6 separate regions of the Mus musculus genome follow, and all the other regions are linked to region 1. Evidence: chromatin contacts called from public promoter capture Hi-C data. All regions are on one chromosome and are shown on one strand. Each heading gives the region's core, a stretch centred on a gene start, on an enhancer-like site or on the middle of the called end of the contact. The rest is flanking DNA. Distances are from core to core; before and after follow the strand shown. Region 1 holds the start of Mrps28 (mitochondrial ribosomal protein S28). Region 2 holds the start of Snx16 (sorting nexin 16). Region 3 holds the start of Impa1 (inositol (myo)-1(or 4)-monophosphatase 1). Region 4 has its middle 5.1 kb from the start of A930014E01Rik. Region 5 overlaps Il7 (interleukin 7). Region 6 holds the start of Fabp4 (fatty acid binding protein 4, adipocyte).

Evidence for each region. Promoter capture Hi-C pulls out the DNA fragments that hold promoters and counts their contacts.
Region 2: a promoter capture Hi-C map of pre-B cells shows a contact between it and region 1, with 3 times the contacts expected there. The contact joins the promoter of Snx16 here to the promoter of Mrps28 in region 1. A contact is called at or near these places in 4 of 39 promoter capture datasets (the 3T3-L1 cell line, liver and pre-B cells), 5 of 484 Hi-C or Micro-C datasets (CD4 T cells, Th1 cells, Th17 cells and 2 more) and 3 of 9 other capture datasets (adipose tissue, liver and macrophages).
Region 3: a contact with region 1 is called in a promoter capture Hi-C map of pre-B cells, with 10 times the contacts expected there. The contact joins the promoter of Impa1 here to the promoter of Mrps28 in region 1. A contact is called at or near these places in 12 of 39 promoter capture datasets (the 3T3-L1 cell line, 3T3-L1-derived adipocytes, the C10 cell line and 8 more), 7 of 484 Hi-C or Micro-C datasets (CD4 T cells, CD8 T cells, LSK cells and 4 more), 2 of 115 datasets of contacts at active chromatin or transcription factors (astrocytes and fibro-adipogenic progenitors) and 3 of 9 other capture datasets (adipose tissue, liver and macrophages).
Region 4: a contact with region 1 is called in a promoter capture Hi-C map of liver, with 5 times the contacts expected there. The contact joins the enhancer-like site here to the promoter of Mrps28 in region 1. A contact is called at or near these places in 7 of 39 promoter capture datasets (the 3T3-L1 cell line, 3T3-L1-derived adipocytes, the C10 cell line and 2 more), 1 of 15 datasets of contacts at CTCF or cohesin (large pre-B cells), 1 of 115 datasets of contacts at active chromatin or transcription factors (astrocytes) and 1 of 9 other capture datasets (embryonic stem cells).
Region 5: a contact with region 1 is called in a promoter capture Hi-C map of stem cell-derived epiblast-like cells, with 2.9 times the contacts expected there. The contact joins the enhancer-like site here to the promoter of Mrps28 in region 1. A contact is called at or near these places in 9 of 39 promoter capture datasets (the 3T3-L1 cell line, 3T3-L1-derived adipocytes, hippocampal neurons and 4 more) and 2 of 115 datasets of contacts at active chromatin or transcription factors (embryonic stem cells and kidney).
Region 6: a promoter capture Hi-C map of 3T3-L1-derived adipocytes shows a contact between it and region 1, with 3 times the contacts expected there. The contact joins the promoter of Fabp4 here to the promoter of Mrps28 in region 1. A contact is called at or near these places in 6 of 39 promoter capture datasets (the 3T3-L1 cell line, 3T3-L1-derived adipocytes, hippocampal neurons and 2 more) and 1 of 9 other capture datasets (macrophages).

The regions. Positions count from the first base shown.
Region 1 is chr3:8,922,478-8,925,492 of GRCm38.p6, forward strand. It overlaps Mrps28 (mitochondrial ribosomal protein S28), which reads right to left and starts at 1,380. Exons shown (of 3, transcript NM_025434.3): 1 at 1,110-1,380. The coding sequence starts at 1,319. Gm52601 (a long non-coding RNA gene) reads right to left here and starts at 1,095. Exons shown (of 2, transcript XR_003954436.1): 1 at 997-1,095.
Region 2 is chr3:10,438,678-10,441,692 of GRCm38.p6, forward strand. It overlaps Snx16 (sorting nexin 16), which reads right to left and starts at 1,453. Exons shown (of 8, transcript NM_029068.4): 1 at 1,238-1,453.
Region 3 is chr3:10,329,974-10,332,988 of GRCm38.p6, forward strand. It overlaps Impa1 (inositol (myo)-1(or 4)-monophosphatase 1), which reads right to left and starts at 1,466. Exons shown (of 9, transcript NM_018864.6): 1 at 1,349-1,466. Slc10a5 (solute carrier family 10 (sodium/bile acid cotransporter family), member 5) reads right to left here. Exons shown (of 1, transcript NM_001010834.2): 1 at 1,761-3,015.
Region 4 is chr3:10,291,295-10,294,309 of GRCm38.p6, forward strand. It overlaps a transcript of Fabp12 not described here. Among named protein-coding and RNA genes, the nearest start is that of A930014E01Rik, 5.1 kb to the right of the region's middle. Within about 2 kb of position 1,612, at least 43 of the 459 cell types and tissues checked have an H3K27ac peak or open chromatin away from gene starts, as enhancers often do.
Region 5 is chr3:7,578,079-7,581,093 of GRCm38.p6, forward strand. The region is part of intron 2 of Il7 (interleukin 7); the gene reads right to left. Among named protein-coding and RNA genes, the nearest start is that of Gm16685, 33 kb to the right of the region's middle. Within about 2 kb of position 1,538, at least 11 of the 459 cell types and tissues checked have an H3K27ac peak or open chromatin away from gene starts, as enhancers often do. A contact at or near this core is called in embryonic stem cells and stem cell-derived epiblast-like cells, where this site is marked.
Region 6 is chr3:10,207,092-10,210,106 of GRCm38.p6, forward strand. Fabp4 (fatty acid binding protein 4, adipocyte) reads right to left here and starts at 1,525. Exons shown (of 4, transcript NM_024406.3): 1 at 1,348-1,525. The coding sequence starts at 1,420.

The sequences.
Region 1 (3,015 bases), core at 130-2,629:
CAGAGACTGGAAAGCACTCACAGGGCTTGCACCAGGCCTACCCCAGGTCCTCTAAAGTGTGTCGCGGCTTCCAGCTTCTATGGGACTCCTGAGTGTGTGCACAAGTGCCTGTATTTCCTCCACCTCTCTTGAGCTCTTTAAATTCTATTTGTTTTGTCCAATTCTAATATGTTAAGTTTTTGTTATCTTTTTATATTTTCATTTTCTTATTTTAAAAGAACTCCTAGTGCCCTATAAGTAAAAATTTGTGTTTTAAGCCACTACATGTGGCAAAAATCTCAAAACTATGTCCTGGGGTCCTTCCCATCACTAGATCAAAGAAAAGTTTTGGCACTCAAAACTAAGATGACCCTACAATCCTGAGAAATAGCTACATGTGTACTGTTCAGCAATACCCACTAGAGAACAAAAACTGGAAATTCAGATTTTTCTTATATAACCCAACCTCATGTATACCCGAGTCTCAGAATTTTTAAAAATCCCAGCCTTTTGTATTTGCACTACTTCATGTATCTAAATTATTTTACAATGTTTTACACAAAGGGGGAAAAAACTATATTTTTAAAATAAAAGGTCACTTGCAATAAAGGAAAGTGAAACACTGACAGTTTAAATCATACGCCCAGTTCACAATAGCTTTAAGTGTCAATTCAATTAAGATGCTTGTGACAGGCCTCGAGCCGCCTTGTGGCAAGGCTAAGACCTGGAGTCGTTTTCCTCCAAGTCTGACGGGTCGCCCCACAAACCCGATGGATACCTGGCCCAGAATGTGTCACAAAGGTATGCAGAGAGAACCCACAGGAGCGTAAAAGCCATGGAAAAGGAAGAAAATATTAATCACACGCTCTGCTGCAGGTCAAGGGTAGAAAGCTACCCCCGCCGCTCCAGTCGCTCCTCTCCTCATCCCTAAGTCACCGGCATAGCCCATGACAAGAAGGACAGAATTCACCCCCAACCCACGCTGGCCCCTCCCTGGAGTCGCCGCCTGAGCCCCACCCCAACACCGACGGGCTCCCGCCCCACCACGCCGGCTCCTCCCAGCGTCCCGGGCTTAGCCCCTCCCCACGCTCGGCCCGGCGTGCGGACGTGGCGCCGCGAGGCCTGCTTACCAGTCGGAGCTCCGCCTTCCGCTGCAAGTCCGAGTGTCGCTCCAGAGCGCTCGCGAAGCCGCCTGAACGCGCCCGAGGAGCGGAGGAGTCGTGGGTTGCGCTCTCGGAACCACTCTCCGTGCTTGCATTTCGCAAAGGCTTGGAGAAGACAAGCGCTCTCAAGAAACGGCTCCCAGCAGTCCCGGCGTGGGACCTACACAGCGCCGCCATGACGCCTGCGCGACCTCTGACCTCTTCTGCACGCTTGCAGGTCAGGGGGCGGGCCGAGGAGAGCCCCGCCTACCGCCTTAATCCCAGGCGAGCCTACTAGTCCGGTAGTTTAAAGCTTGCCTCCCGCGGACGCCAGAGAGCGCATGCCTCCTGAGGGACGGGGTGACGCTACAGCTGCTGTACTACACGGTCTTCAGAGGTCTCCTTCGTTATCCTGTTAGAGTTGGAAGCCCTATGCTCACCAGCACCTCCTGTGCCTTCGTTACTCAGCACTTTCGAATGCGTCATGCTTTAGATTTGAAATAATTCTTAGTGTTCACCCTCCAGTTTTGTAAACTCCAGGAAGGAAGGAGAGATTGCCTTTGCAAATGGGCACAAAGTTGTTCCTAAAACTGATGGTAGGTCTGTCCTTGGCCACTTCTGTTGCCAGTCACATGCATTACAAAACCCAACAGAAGTTTTATCCTAGCTAGCTACCATCATTTCCTGTGAATTAAGCTTCAGAAATATGCTCAGGCGTAGCACTTCCACGCTCCCATACCCAAACACTTGATATTGTTTGTTTCTCCCCAGTGTAAATCCCCAGAATTTGTCCATCCACTTAAGAATCGAACCTAGTTGCAAAAGTGTTTGCCTTTTAAGTGGACCACTAGTCTAATCAATGTAATGTTAACCTACAGATTACTAAATCCAAGGGCGGGTGTCAGTTTTCTATGTCATTTGTACATAAATATCTTTTTTCCCCTTATCGAGGTCTCATGTAACCCATACTGGCCTTGAGCTCACTGCGTAGTTGAGGGTGACCCTCATCATCTGACCCTCCTGCTTCTCCCTGAATGATGGGACTTTACAAGTACTGTCACTACCAGGGCCAGGACAGAACCTCTTTTATGTCTTTGACTCTTAGTGTAAGTCTTCCTCAATGCTGCAGGTCTATTTTGACCTTAGAATGATGCATAGTTTTGTGGATAACTTACCACTCCGCATTACTAGTCACTGTAGGGAGTATCTCACAAATTCAGTAGGAGCCTGAAAAGTAGATTCCGCTTCAAGTGAGATCTCATTCTGCATACGCTCATTTCTGCTGACACTTAAGTGGATTCTTGTCGAAAATGTCAATCTCTATGGCTACTACCACTTTCAGTTCCTTTCGGAAACAGTGTAGCAAATTGTAGAGCTCCCTTTAAGAGCCCTCAGCAGTCTCAAGTAAGGAACTTTCATCCTGGGCAATCCAGTATCCCCGTGCAGATTTGGTTTTTCTGCTTGGGAAAGCAAGCTGCTCAGCAGTGCCAAGTTTAAAGAACTGCTTTGCAAACTTAAACTGTATCACTTCCAGTGCTTGTCTGGCATGGCAAGGCCCTAGGTTCAATCTTCAGGATAAACCCTCCATCTGGATGAACAGAACAAATGAAGTCCCATCTTTAAATCCAACAGACATGTTATATTCGTGTTGCCTAAGCTAGTGAATAACCCTGAAAGCCAGGCAGCGCCATGGGGAGGGGCTCTTAGTCTTCCTAGTGATATATGTACGCTCAGTGGACTCGTCTTGAAGCTCCCAACTTAAGAAGTATCAAATGAAATTAGAAAAGTGAGGATTCACAGGGCAGTGGTGATATACAACTTGAATTCTATCCCTCAAGAGGAAGAGGCAGAGGAATGTCTCGGAGTTTGAAGCCAGCCTGGTCTACAGAGCATC
Region 2 (3,015 bases), core at 203-2,702, 1.5 Mb after region 1:
AAGAAGGAAAAAAGTCATTCATTTTACTTTTTTATAGAATTACTGAAACTCCCAAGGATTTACACAGGCTAATCATAGTCAGTCCGAAGTTTGATTATTACTAAGGAATGCTCTTTTACTTTGATTGAGATTTGCAATGCTATGCATGCATTCTAAACCTCTTCCTTAAAAAATATGTTAATTTTTAGGCAGGGTCTTACAAGGTTGTTGCCTGTGAACTTGCTAAGTAAGTAGCCTAGGTAGGTTTGAACTTTTGATCTTGCAGCCTCCATAGGTGCTGGGATACACACCTGTACTACCAAGCCAGCAACAACTGTCTTGAAAGTAACATTTTTTTTTAAACTTAGCATCAAATATATTTCAAATGCAAACTTGGTAAAGTTAACGAAAAAAAAGGGGGGGGGAAGGTATCAGGTTTACAGTCAATCAAATTAAATCATTAAAAGTTTTGCTTTTTGATTCTAGATTATTCATTCTCAATAACCTAAGGTCCAAAAGATGGTTATATTGTATGTCTGAATAATTTTGTAGAATAAAGAAGTAATGACTTACCATTACGACGTTAAGTAATAAACTCAGAAATGTTAAGTAGCGACCAGGAGAAATGACAGGTCTATTTATACACAGCAACAGGGGGTCTACCAGCCCAACTTTATTTACTGTCCTCTTAGCAAGCTGTCCCCTCTGGATGTAGGAAGTTTAAACAGGGTGTCTAACCTCACGCGGCCAGTGCAACCTTCCTTATTGTGGAACATTCAAGAAACTTGAGCTACGGACTCACCCCTTGGGTGAATCCTGACCCCCACCCCGCACCTCCCCAGAAGAACCGCGCAGGATTCTCGTAGCTCCGGCGCTGGCCTCTGACATCTGCCACCTGAGGCCCCGGGCTGCCAAGGGCGGCCTCGGGGTGCGCCCGGGGACTTCCACCCGCGGGAGCGCCGAGCGGCGGAGGGAGGGCGTGTCGCCTTCTTCGGGGGCGCCTGACCTCGTACCCAGGAGGATGCTCCCGCGCTACCTGGGGAGGAGGGTGACAGCACGGTGGCGGAACGCAGGCCCGGGGAAGCTGGCAGGGCGACGCGGTCCGCGCGGGCCGCGAGCCCTCAGGCCGGGCTCCCGCACCTGCAGTCCTCCCGGGCCAGGCGCGCCCAGGGGTGCGGCGGGGTCCAGGCTCCCCCGCGCCCCGCAGCCTCCCGCGCGCCCGCCCGCCGTCCAGGCGGCAGGTGTCCCCGCGTCCTACCTCGGCGCGCTCCGCGACCCCACGCCGTCAGGGGAAGGAAGGCGGCTCCTGTTGGACTGCGGCGGGTCGCGTCCTGCCCGGGCACTCGGACTCCTCACGTGACCCTCCGCCCCGGAGCAGCCGCTCGGTGCCTGGGCACAGCCACCCAGCCAGGTTCCCGCGAACCGAGGGAAGGGACGGCCTCGAGTGGGAGGGGGAGGTATGCCGCTCCAGGAAGTGACGTCACAGCACGGCACCGCCCCCGGAGGCCCACACTGGGATTGCTGGTCCCTGTCTCTGCAGTGGCCCGAACAAATCTAATTTTATCACAGGGAATCGACAGTTTTTTTTCCACAGGCTTTATTACTAGGGAGTTTCTGAGAAATGGGGCTACAATATCTAGTTTGCCAAGTAGATGAAGAGAAGACTTCAATTCCCAGAAGGCACTTTGGCTAGCATAAGTTCGGGCTAGAGCTTTGCATCATGGGACTTGTAGTTATCACTGGTTGGGGGGGGAGGTCTAGAAGGTTAGTCATTTTCCATAATTAGCATTTCTTTGATGGATTGACAACTGATTTGAAGAGTAGGCAGATAGAACACTATTTTATTGTGTATTTGTCCCTGTAATTTAGGACTATGGTAAAGATTCCTGAATGCCTGAATTTCTGAATTTAGCCCAAGTGAAAACAGTATTAGGCTGCTTAGATTTGCTAATTTGAAAACCTTTAGTGTTTCAGCAACACTATTATTTAATATTATATATCAAAGTTTACAGAACCATTTGTCAGTACAATCGAGTTGTCTTATTTAAAGATCATTCAATGATTTCTAGGGCTTTGGAGCGATACCTAGAAGGGGAAAATTGAGAGTGGTGATTCCAAAATGATAATGTGATTTCTGACATAGGTGTAGCTTTTATTGGAGAAATAAGTATGAGATAAACAGAATTCGTTGAAAACATAAAGATATTTTCAGGATGAAATTGCCCTTTTTGTCCTTGAATTAATATAATTGAATAAAGGGAAGAAAAAAGTAAGGCAAAGAAAAATGAACCTTGGAATAGTTTTCTTAATAGGGCTCCAGGGGCCAAGGAAAGAAAAGCGCTCAAGAAATAAGAGTGTACAGGTAGCATAGTTTGAAGAAAGATGAAGATCTTGTAAAGGTTGTTGGAACTGTTTGAGTAATTTTTTTTCAGATTATTGAGTGGAACATAACAGGATATACATATATACAAACATATACATATATACATATGTATATATCGCATATTTTCTGGTATTGATAAATGGCTAGATTTTACTTTCAGGAGATAACTAGACATTTTTAGTAATCAAAGAAGAACATTCTGTGTGTTGTCAGATAAGGGCTACAACATAATCTATATATACAATATAATCTATATATATACTGGCCGGTTCCTACTTATAGACTTTTAGTTTACACTCTATGCAGTGGTCCACAATAGAAATGAACTGTTTACACAGCTTACAGAATAAGATTATTTTTCTGACTTTTGTGTTGTGTACTTTTATGTATGTATAATAAGAGGGCATTTGAGCTCACCCAAGGTATCGTTAGACAAGATGCATAGCTTTTATCAGCCTGAGGTGATAGTGGGGTGAGCGAGAAGATGTAAAAACTACAGGATAAAAGAAGCATTTGAAATGGAAAGATATATTATTTCCCCTCCTAAGGAATTGCTCTATCTTCTGTACATTTGGCTTCTCTTGTGGCTAGGTTTATATCCCGGTTTAGATACATTTTTATTAAGCTGGATTTTTTTTTCAAGTAGCATATTT
Region 3 (3,015 bases), core at 216-2,715, 1.4 Mb after region 1:
AAAGGTGGCCGCTCTGCCTGCTTCCCAGGACAAGTCACACCCTGTGCTTCCCCTGTAAGAGCGTCAGGTACACGGAGAAGCGCAGGGACACAGAGCAGACAGACACAACCAGATGCTGCTGGCTACGGCTTCACCTTCCTTCTTATTGATATAAGGTGGGCTTCAAGCTTTGAGCATCCTCGCTTAGTCTTCAGAATGCTGGTGGGATTACAGACATTTGCCCTCACGCCTAAGCGCCTTTTCCTGTGATCCAAGCGTCCAAGCAAGCATATAAAAGGCGCTTTGAGTTATAGAATAAACTCCTTACAGCTCTTCAAGAATGCTTTCCAAACTTGGTCACACTTGTTCTTACTGCTCTCTTCTATTCTGTCACAACTGGACATTCTTGGGCTGGGCTTGCCTCCTCACCACTTGCTTCCTCAAGCCACTCACACTTTACCTTGTGACAACATGAACAGAACACCTCCTGACTCCCCAGGACTGTTTCAAAAGCCATCCATCGAATCTTCAACCCAACAGATATCAAGCAATAGACAGTTGCAGAAAAACTGCTGTTGCTATGCAACATTTGGTCATTTATAATGCATGCTACATCTTCTTAATCAGTTCTAATATTCCTTGAGGAAAGGAGGCTGATAAATAAAAATTTCTGAGGTGCCCTAAAATGTAGAGGTCCAGAAGAGGGAAGACACAAGGGAAGTTAATTAGGTAACAGTTCTCTGGGGTTTGTTCTGGCTTTGTGGAGCATGGTGGGGGGCAAGAATAGAGACTTTAAAAGCCTGTGCCTTGAAATTCAATTATAGCGTTAGCTCATCAGAGGCACTTTTTTAGCTTTGTTGCTGGTAGTTTACAAAATGTGCCCCAAGTCTTGGTCCATTTCCTAGCTGATATATATTAATGGCTCAATAAACCCTTTTATTTCAAAGACCTTTGCTTCAAGACTTGTTTTCACGGGGGTCATATTCTATCACCCTCACTTTGGGAACAAAATCATACAGACTTAAAATTGTTTCTATCCTATACAGGCCCCGCTCCCGACGCAGGACATCACCGGACCTGGTCTTGTTCACCCCTAATCCTGTAAATTCGTGAGCCAGGGAACTTGCCGTGTAGAGCCCTGAGGGCTTGGGCAGAGCCGGGCTCATTCTGCGACACAGAACCTCAGAGATCGAGGACCGCCTGGCGAACCCGCTCGGCTGTTTCCGGAGCGCTACGGAGAGCACCGCCGGGAGGAGGGCCCGGCAGGCGCCCCGGCCCAGCATGGGGAGAGCTTGTCTGCAGCCCGCACAACCCCCCGCCTCGGCCACCGAATAACGCTGCACGGAAGCCAGGGACAGAACCGACTCACCTCGCGCGAGCGCACCGCGATCGATGCTCAACCGCCGGCGTCCGAGGGCTCGGTTCTTCGGCTCTTCCGGAGGTAACGGGGATTGCTCCGACAGGAAGTCCCGCCCCATTAAAACCCCGCCTTCACGTCTTCGCTCAGACTGGAGGTGTAAGCCGGGCCGAATTTGCCTTTGTAAGGGCTGGTCCGGTTGAAGTTACCGTGTTCTGGCATTCTCCTGCATACCCTTTCTTCTCTAAGAATCCCGTTTTCAAATCTCCACTTTTGTCTTTATTAGTTTATTTTTTTATTAGTTTATATCATATATGTTATATATTAGTGAAATTAAATATATATAATATATTATATATTATATATTAAATTATATATAAATTATATTAGTTAAATTTCTTTATTAGTTTATATTTTCCCATTTCCCATTCTGCTCTTCGGCTACAGCTAAATTGGAGTTGTGACTGTCATTGGGCACTCTCATTTGTTAAACCTGTAAGCCTAAAGGAGATTTTTATTTTTATTTTTTGCACCAACTCTCTTCTCCATAATTCACTTAGATACAGGTTGTTTGTTGTGGACTTGACGGCGGCAGGCAGTTGCTCTCCGCACCTGCAGCCCTCAATACTAAGGACCATAGGCTTTGTAAATACTATACAAGCACCCTGTCTTTGAGCCGCTTTCAAAGGCGTCGATTTTTAGCAGTGTTCCATTATGTAGCATAGGTTGGCTTCTGAAGTCTTTGAGCATCCTGCCTCCACTTTCGGGCTACAGGCACCTGCCACCACACCAGACAGCACTTGTGCTCTTACGTGCTTAAACATAAGTGTTAGAACGGTTTCATGAAGAGTCCCTGCACAATACAGATGAGGAAAACAAAGCTTGGAGAAGTCAGGGGATTTGTCCCAAACTCACACAACAAGAGCATAGCACCCTGACTCCAAAATCCGCAGAGAATCTTCATGGCTCAACCACTTGCTCTGGATGACCAACAAAGGCTAGTTTATGGTTCTTAAAATGTTTCCTCACGTGGAACAGTACCATGGTAAGTATGTTACTTTTAAGTGGAACTCTATCCAGATGACCTACCCACAAGATGACCACAATGCCCTGGCATAATTACTTGTGAAGTGATTGGTTCTCAGGAATCAAAACAAGAAATTATCAACAACATGTAACATGTCTCAGAGATGAGTGGCAGGGACAGCAAATCGGATTGATAAACCCACAAAGACAAAATGAGTCTACTCTTCTGAAGCCTGCTGCCTTAAGACACTGATGTGGGTGTCTATCACATACTCATGGTTTTTTGCTCTTCCACAAAAGACCTTCAAGAGCTTGGTTTTGGGGTCCTCTATTATCAGTTGTTTGAAAATAAAAATCTTATCAAATGCATGCTGTATGAGTGAAAGAGCCTCCCCTGACATTGCAAAGCAGGACAGATGAGGGACCAGGTATCAGATGTCTTTACATTAAATGATCGCTAGCTTCCTCCATCAGATGAGCAGGACTCCATGGGGCTCATTGCAGCCTCTGCTGCTTCTTCCTTGCTACAGTCAGGTAACTCAGCACAATCCATTCTCCTGCCAAGTGCCTGCTGAAAGCCAAGCGCACAAAGGAGTCTGATGTTCTGATTCCGTTATAGCAGCACTGACTGCAGGCTGGTGTCACACAATACA
Region 4 (3,015 bases), core at 362-2,861, 1.4 Mb after region 1:
GTTTTTACTACTTCAGTACACAGAGTTGAATTTACATGCCCACCATGTAAAAAAATACTACAAATTGAAACTAAACAAAGTTAGTTTTATTAGATATCTCTTGGGACACTTAGCAATTCTTCCCTGGGAAGCAAGTTTATGGGTTCATTTGCTGGTTTGTGCCCAGGTTTCCTGACATGGCCAAACTCAGTTTTCTTATAGATCTAGGCCCTGCCTCTGTCCTTCAGCCAAGATGCTAGGAGGATGGGTTGGATGGAGGCTAGGGGAACATGACAGGACAGACTCTGTCACATGATCCCATGAGGCTCCTCTCCTTTTGCCAGGAACCTTGATTTCTGCGTACAGTGGCTGTGGGTGGCGGGGCCTTAACCAGCCCTACTTGAGCTGACCCAGAGAAGTCCTTCCTGCTCTCAGAGTTCATCCTCTTAGACAGCGCCGGCTGCGGGGTTCCTGAGAGTCCCCGATGCCCCGTGAGACCACCGTTCCTGCTCCCTGGACGGGAAAAGGAGAAGGGTTCTCCTAAACGCCACAGCAGGAGGAAGAATTTCATTGCTATATGGCCCAACAATAACTGAGGAGCACAGTGGAGTCCTGCAGAGTTCCGACGGTTGTTGGAATGCAAGGCTCAGACACTAGTGTATGGGAAATAGTGTGCTCGTTCATCTCTTCATCCCGCCACTCTCATCCTAGCCAAACCGCAGTCGATTTTTTTTCTCCATTTGAGTGACTCAATTTCTCATTTTGAGAAAAAAAAAAAATCAAGTCCAAATTGTCCCTGCCTCCCACTCCTATCTGTTCCTTGCACCCCTGGAGCTGCACAGGAGGCCCTGTCCTGGGCTTCAAGGTCATTGTCTGGGTTAGCCTCAACAATGTAACAAAGAACCATTCTCTCCATCTTACAGAAACTCAGATTTCAACTAGGTCAGTTTCCACAGGAGCCCCAGCTGGGAAGGGCATGGGGGCTCCAAGAGCAGGACACTGTGACATCCCAGTCCATGTTAAACCCCAACAAGTCCCCTGCAACAGTAACTCCCCAGGCCATCTACATGGCCTGGTGAAGCCAAACTCCTTTGCAGTGACACTGGGTCACAATGGCAAAGGGGATGGTCACACACGTCATCACAGGGGGCTGTTCACCTCAACCTCTGTCTTTTCTGAGAACACTGTTATCTTTCAGCAGACATTGCAAGCCACAAAGTTTAGTAGAGTTTGACAGATTTTCTTTTTTCCTCCCAAGTTCCGATCTATTTTCATTATTTGTCTTTGGCAAATCATAATTGTTCTGAATTCCCAAGCTCTAAAGCAGAGTGATTATTTCTCTTTCTGAACTTTCTCTGAAAGTGGATCAGAGCTCCGCACTAGCCTAGGCTTGAGTTTTGGCAGAGCTACTGACAAAAAGGGAAGCGAATCTTTCCCTCTCCTGGCACTCACTGTAGATTAGATTCTAAAGTGTACTGGTATTTAAAATGCTGATTTATTAAAAAGAGGCTTTGCGTAGCTTTGAGATGGTTGTCAAGCAGGTTTTTCACCCTGTGGTTTATGGTGAGGCTCTGTAGTGCAGCCAGATTCAAAAGTGGTGAGGTTAATTCGGCTTTAAGCCTGGAGGCACAGGAGCTGGCACCCACAGTAGGAGCCATGTGACTCTGCCATGTTCTGGAGAGAGCAGGTGACTGGGCAGTTCGGGCCTTCATTTCTTCTTGGTTGTGAAGGAAACTAAAATGGTGCTGCCATCTATCTGTGTATGGGCAGAGCAAGGCGGGAGGAACCAGGCAGGCTTTTTCCTGACCAGCTCACTCCGAAGGCTGAGTTCCCTTGGGATTTTCTTGATTTGGGAGATCTGGTCTTTACCGGCAGGCAGTTGTGTGTGTCCCAGGAGGGTCAAGAACTCTCTGACCTCTCAGAGATAAGCTTGAACTCCTGCTCCCCCTGTCGCCACCTTCCAGCTACTGGGCTTACGGGAGTGGACCACCAATGCTTACTGCAAAGACTTCTGGAAACTAGATGGGTTCTTTTAGCCCTTGATTAAAAAAAAAAAAAATCACAGCCCATTGTTCCTCTCAGAACTATCCAGATTCTCTCTGGGCAGTTCTAGTCTTTGAATTTACCATTACAAACTGTCTTCAAAGAGCCTACCCTATTTTTGGAGCAACTTAGTTTCAAAGAGGAAAAGTCACACAGCTGGAAATGTACAGATGCTAAGCTTGGTGCCAAAGCTCTGCTCTTCTAAATGCTGCTCTGCTCCCTGCAAATACCAGCAAAACCTCAAGGTCACTTCAAGTATTGCTTTGTATTCTATGAAACTCCTAACAAACCCAAGGCAGTGTGCGTAACTTGTACTAGGCTTTATAGAAGGACCCTGACTTAAAGTTTACTCCCTGCTCTCTCCCAACAATTCCCAAGACTATTGACAATAGTATTGATAACTTCCTGTTATCGCCTAACAATTCCCAAGTCTGACATAATGGATTTTCAAAAATCTGCTCACTGTTTTGATTTTGGGAGAAAAAAATCTCTACGTGATGCTAAATATTTGCCCAATTTTGCTTTGTGTTGATTGAGTCAAGGTCTCTGTATGTAGCCCAGGCTGGCCATCAACTCGTGATTCCCGTATGTCTGTCTCCCAAGTACTGGGATTGTTGAGGTCACTTAATCTGGTGCTGTTTGGTTTGATTTTGCTTCTTTGAGACATGATCGCATATAGTAACGTGTAATTTTGATTTGACTGCATGGATTCTGCATGTGTTCTTGTCCGTTAGCCACTTCAGTATCTTTGCTGTTCACACACATTCTTTCAGAAGTCTTTGGAAGATAAAGTTGATATTTCCTCTGAGATGGAGAAGGGACTGGGAGTGGTCACCACATTTTGGGTTTAGTTCTTAGTCTAATTATTTTTAAATTTTGTCAAATCATAATCGCAGTCCGGGATGTTGCAACTAAGGGCTCATATCAGAGATGCCTTTCGCTCTCATTATTTATTTTTACTAAATTCATCAATAGTCCAATGGGAAATTTATT
Region 5 (3,015 bases), core at 288-2,787, 1.3 Mb before region 1:
TAAGTCATTTTTCTATCAAGTTTTATTTAATCCCCAGGATGACATCAAATTATACATACATTTTTTATTAAACCTACAAGTCTCATATGAAATATGTCACTGAATTAAATTCTTAGAGTGTTCTAACAAATTTCATAACAATATTTGAAAATTGATGTTGGTTAGGCTATTGCTGTGGTAAACTAATATGATTTCATATGCCTACAAAAGAGAGTGTTAAGCTTTTCTGCATGTTTGCCAAGTATTTGATGAAAACTTAATTTTCAGTATGATGATAGTGTCCCTTTGACATGAACATGTAAGATGTCACGGCTGCCTTCTGAAGCAAACCTATCAATAGCAGCCCAGAATATGAATTCATAACAGAAGAAAACAACTTCTTGATTTAACACATGTCAAAATAATAGATTCCTACAGGCATGTTGGTTCATGTAAACATATTTCCAGTTTATTATAAATATGGAAAACCCACAATATAAAAGTCCAAATCACTATGATCTATGATGTGAATTGCTCCTAGAAAAGGTCTCAATTTCATTAGGTTGCACCTTGCAGTTTGTTTGTTTGTTTGTTTTCTATTACATACTTAACTTTCTTGTGTTAATTGTTGATCTATTGCTGTGAAGAGACACCAGATCAAGGTAACTCTAAGAAATTATTTAACTGGGGGCTTGCTTACAGTTTTAGAGATATAGTCCATGATTATCATGGCAGGAAGCACTCAGGCATGGCAGTAGAATGTTAACTAAGATCCACAGACAAAGGCAGAGACTGGGCCTAGAATGGGCTTTTGAACTCTTAAGTTTCCCTCAGTGACACATCTCTGCAACAAAGCCACACCTAATCCTTCCCAAACAATTTTATCAGCTTGGAACTAAACATTAAAATACATGAGACCATGGGGCCATTCTCATTCAAACTACTACATTCAGCTCCCTGGCCCCCATAGGCTTCTAGTCATATCAGAATGTAAAATGCATCAGCCAACTTCAAAAGTCTCCATAGTCTTTTATTTTCAAGACAGCTTACAATACCAAAGTCCTGAGTGTCCTTGAGACTTAAGCCTATTTCTTAATTGTAAAACCCCATAAAAACAAAAAGCAAAATGCTGACCACATACTTCCAACATACAGTGGTACAGAATATACATTACCATTTCAAAGGGGAGGAGCAGGAACTTATTAATGAAGCACTGGACCAAAGCAAGGCTGAAATCCAGTAGGACAAACTCCTAATGTCAAAGGGCTGAGTAGATAGCTCTTCATATCTCCCACACTTCCCAGATTTGCTGATAGAAACACACTTAACAATCTTGGGCTGGTTCCACATCCTGCCTGGAGCTTCTCTCCTTGGCAGATACAACATACTGTGACTTTTCCAGCACTGGTAGATCTCCATCACAATCCATCCTTTACATTCACAGCTTTACACAATGGCTTTCCTGGACTTTCCTGCAAAGACCTACTGCCATGAACCTTTACTTTAGTAATAGCTTTCCTAAACCGTGGAACATTCCACAATACCTTTCCTGTGTCCCACTTAATTCTAAAGCCAAAGCTACATAGCTGAAGCTGCCAACTTCTCCTGCCTGCTGGAGCTGGAACCTGTCCCCTCCTTGAATTACATTTGCATAAGCTTTCCATTGTTGTTTAGGACAAAGAAAACTTTCAGGTCTTTGTTTTCCTTGGTCACAGGATTAGGTTATTGGGGTCTTGCCCAGAGGTTTCTACTCCCTTTTTTCTATCCAGCATCAGGCCTTTAAGCTTCTTCCATGAATAAGCTCCAGTACCAAATGTCTTGCTTCTCTTTTTCTCCCCAAACTTTACATTTTGAATTTCTCTTTGTCTTGTTTGTTTCTCTTCACTGTAGATGTGCATAAGAATGAATAAAATCACTACTTGGCACAATTAATATTAGGCTGTCTTGAAGTCTCCTCTGCCAATGATATTAGTAGAAAATTCCATTTTACCACAGGTGGATTTGTTGGCAGAAAGTAGCCACATTCTCTGCCAAAGTATAGGGAGAGTGCACTCTAATCCAGTTGATACTCTTCTTTTCACCAGTGCCTATGTAGTCCAAATTGTCCTCAGCACTATTTTTCATGCTTTTATGACCTAGGCCCATTATGCCCCACTTATTATTTAACCAACTTTTCTTGTCCAAAGTTCCAAGGTCTTCCAAACAACTGTATCAGTTATACCTCTATACCTTCATCACTTTTTAAGTGTATTTATCCTCTAATTTTTTGCTTTATGTGTGTTTTCTACAAAATCTTACATATGCTTACTTATCAAGGCACTAATGACAAGTTTATATTTCAGTCTTTATTTTTCCCTGAAAATGCAAAGACCTCACAATTTTTCCATATTTTCTTCTCTGATATTAATCTAGGCTCATTTTCTGTTAGTTTCTTAGGGAGAATAAGAAAAAATGTTAGCATTTTTGACTGGTTTTATAGGTAAAATCTATTTAGTACATGCATGTAGAAGAGTACAGGTGTGTGCTTACACTAGCACATGTGTGGAAAATAGAGGACACCATTTGAGAGTTTTCTTCTGTCTCCTTGTGAGACCCAGGGACTGAATTTGTGTCTGCAGGCCTCCACATAAGTACCTCTACCCAGTAAGCCTTCTCTTTGGGCCTAATCATTCTTTTTCCAATTTTTCTACTTTACTTATGCTTTGTTCATTTATTATTAATTTATTCACATTTGTTGGAATCAACAAATAGTACTTCTGACTTTATAAATGAATGCTAAAGTTGATTAGATATTGTTCAGATATTACTTAGCAATGCCTCCACTTTATGGGAGAATGAATCCACTTCTCATGACTGCTCTAGGCAATTACTAGAAACGTGTTGGTTCAAAAAAGAAAGAGAGAGAGAGGGAGAGAGAGAGAGACAGAGAGAGAGAGAGAGGGGGAGGGAGGGAGGGAGGGAAGGAGGGAGGGAAGGAAGGAAGGAAGGAAGGAAGAAAGAAAGAAAGAAAGAAAGAAAGAAAGAAAGAAAGAAAGA
Region 6 (3,015 bases), core at 275-2,774, 1.3 Mb after region 1:
ATTGTCACTCTGCCACACAGCACAGCATTCTGTACAATCAATCAGCGCAGGAAAGGGACACAGCACTGGGAAATGATTGCAGAGAGACCGTGCCGGGGACAAATAACAGCTTCACTTGTGTCTTCATTTTTATCTGACTGCAGAAGCCAATACCTGCCTACTCTGCCTTAATTACGGTTGCCAGTTCCACTCAGGAAATATCTACTGCCTTTAATCATGGGTCTCTCACAACTTAAGTAGTGTCATTATAATTTAGATAGGAATGGTAGCAGTATGAAATGTTTCAAGTGGTCAAGAGCTAAAAGTGTCTCAAGCCCTGGTATTTCTGGCTCAGTGCATAGTAACTACCACACTGAACAGTAAACAGTCGATGGGCTAAGTCATGCTGAAATTCCCGATATTCTTCTTGTCTGCAAACAAGACAACAATATTGACAGACAACCAAAAGTTCCCACTGTATAACTGAGGGAAGGTTTGCAGGTTGAGGGGAGTCTGTCCTAACGGAGATACTCTGTAATATGGGGAGGTCAGGAGAGAGGGCTTCAAAGCAGACGCTTCCTGATGAAGTACATCGCTGGCTGGGCGATGGCCCCTCTATACGGATAGGCAAAGCTGTTTGGCCACACAGCAGCCTGTGGGCAGTGTTGACAGGACATAGACCGTTGTGAGCCCATATCGTGGGAAGGGCAAGTTCTATGTGTGCTTTGCATGCCCTGCTTTCCTTCTGAATTACTCACAAATCTATGACATCACATATCACTCTAAACCAACGAAGAAACCTTTAAGTCCTTGAAGGAAAGTATCTCCGGAAGCCAAGCTTTTGTCAACTGTAAAATAATCACACATTCTTAGGCCTTGACATTGAGACAGAAAAGAATTTGCTAAAATATATTTTCCAACATGATTTGTTTTCTAAGAGGGGCAATATCATGACTTCAGTTTTAAGTAAAAGTTGCCCCCATCCTTTAAAAAAAAAAACAAACGGAAGGAATATTTTTCTCTTTAAATTATTACAAATTTTTCATGTAAAAGGAGATGTTGAAAACAGGCAAGTAGCCAAATGAACCTCAGAATCGCAAGCTTGGCAAAGAAGGCCACATCTTGTCGTTCTACAGAGAGTAAAAGATTGTCCTGTAGACTCTTTCTTGCGGGTTCACCTGGAGGGATCACGAGCTTGAAGCTTTGAGAAAACTTCTAGGACAGACTTTTTCTTGTGGCTTCTACATACACCCTCCATGCGGGAAGCAGCATTTTCTCCCACCACAGCTCCATCCTGTCCCCCCGGGCTGCAAGGCAGCTGCAAGCCCTCTCCCCAGCCCGGGGGACCCCGACCCCCACAGCACTCACCCACTTCTTTCATGTAATCATCGAAGTTTTCACTGGAGACAAGCTTCCAGGTTCCCACAAAGGCATCACACATTTTGTAAACCTTCGAGGAGGAGCTGTCTTCCAGGTGAGAAAGGCTGCAGCACAGGAGGGTGCTATGAGCCTCTGAAGTCCAGATAGCTCACTTTTAAAGATGCCCTGACCATGTGACTGTAGGAGTGACCAATGGGGGCCAGATCATTTCCTTCATGACCAGACCCTGTATGTTTTCCTCTGAGTCATGTTTTTAATAGAAATTTCTCAACTTTGGTTCTCCCTGGCAATGATCACTGGACTTAGAGTACAAATTATTTTTAACCATGAACAGAGTATTTTAAAGGTTCCTGTTTTGACTGTCAAAAGCTAATGCATTGAACTTCCCCCCATTATTCCTTATGGATTTGCCTCATTGTGGAGGAGACAATTATCTTGGACACATTTGACCTTCTTATCTTGAGTTTTTATTTTATTAATACTGCAATAATGTGTTTAGTTCTTCTGAATTTGAGAACATAAAAACTATCTTAGAGATTCTTAGTCTTAATGGCTCTTTTGTTAGAATAGTGTTTATCTCAGGAATTTTAACAAAATAAATAATGACATTTTAAAGTAGCCTAGTTTTTTGATTTTTGGTTGTTTTGTTTCCTTGGTTTTTTTGGTGGGTTTTTTTGTTTTTGTTGTTGTTGTTTGGCTTTGTTTGGTTTGGGTTGGGTTTTGGTTTGGTTTGGTTTTTGAGACAGTCTCGCTGCACAGCTCTGGTAGTCCTGGAACTTACTACCTAGACCAGGCTGGTCTCTAACTCAAAGAAACCTAGCTGCCCCTGCCTCTGGATGCGGGCTACAGCGGCCTAGATTTATAATTTCAAATATTTAATACATACTTAAAATACATTCTGCTCATTGCTCAGGAATGTAGTGCACAGATTTAATTACATTAAAAGTTAAGCCTTATTCTTCCCATTCGTAAATAGCCATGTAGTACTCATTTTTACAGACCCTTCAAAAATGGGTCCCAATGCAAAATATGTCCCTCATTTCATTTTTGAAATATATTGTAAGTTTTAATTTCATGCAGACCTAAAGATTGTGGGTTTATGTGAATGATCAGAAGTAATGTGGTCATGAATTATCAAAACCTGTTTTCTTCTTTGACACAGTGACTCATCTGAGATAGCTTTTATAAAGTAATCCAGTTTCTCAGCCTCCCTGCCTCACAGCAGAATGATGGGAGATGTTCACATGTACACCAGTGCCTGCGAGCACACCCACATTTCAGGGTGTTAGAGAGAGATGGACTGCTGTACAGGGGCTCGCTGAGAAGTACCTGCTCCCAAGTCCCTACCAGCCCCCAAAGTCTGGGGAAACAGACTCTGAAACATGATATTTTCTGTAGGAAAATGGGCTACTGTAAAAGTTTGATAAATTTAACTCACAGTAACAACTTTTAATCGCATCTGCTAGTGTCAGGGGAACAACTTTCACCCACTATGGACTACTCTCAGACTCAGGCTTCCTACTGGATAAGACCCCCTGGATTGCAACTCAAATAAAATAAGCGATTTTAATGCAGGAATAATTTTGATAATGTTCTAAATTGTTTTATTTGGAAACGTATGCTGATCCCTAACTTAGACATGTTCTCAAGCGATTA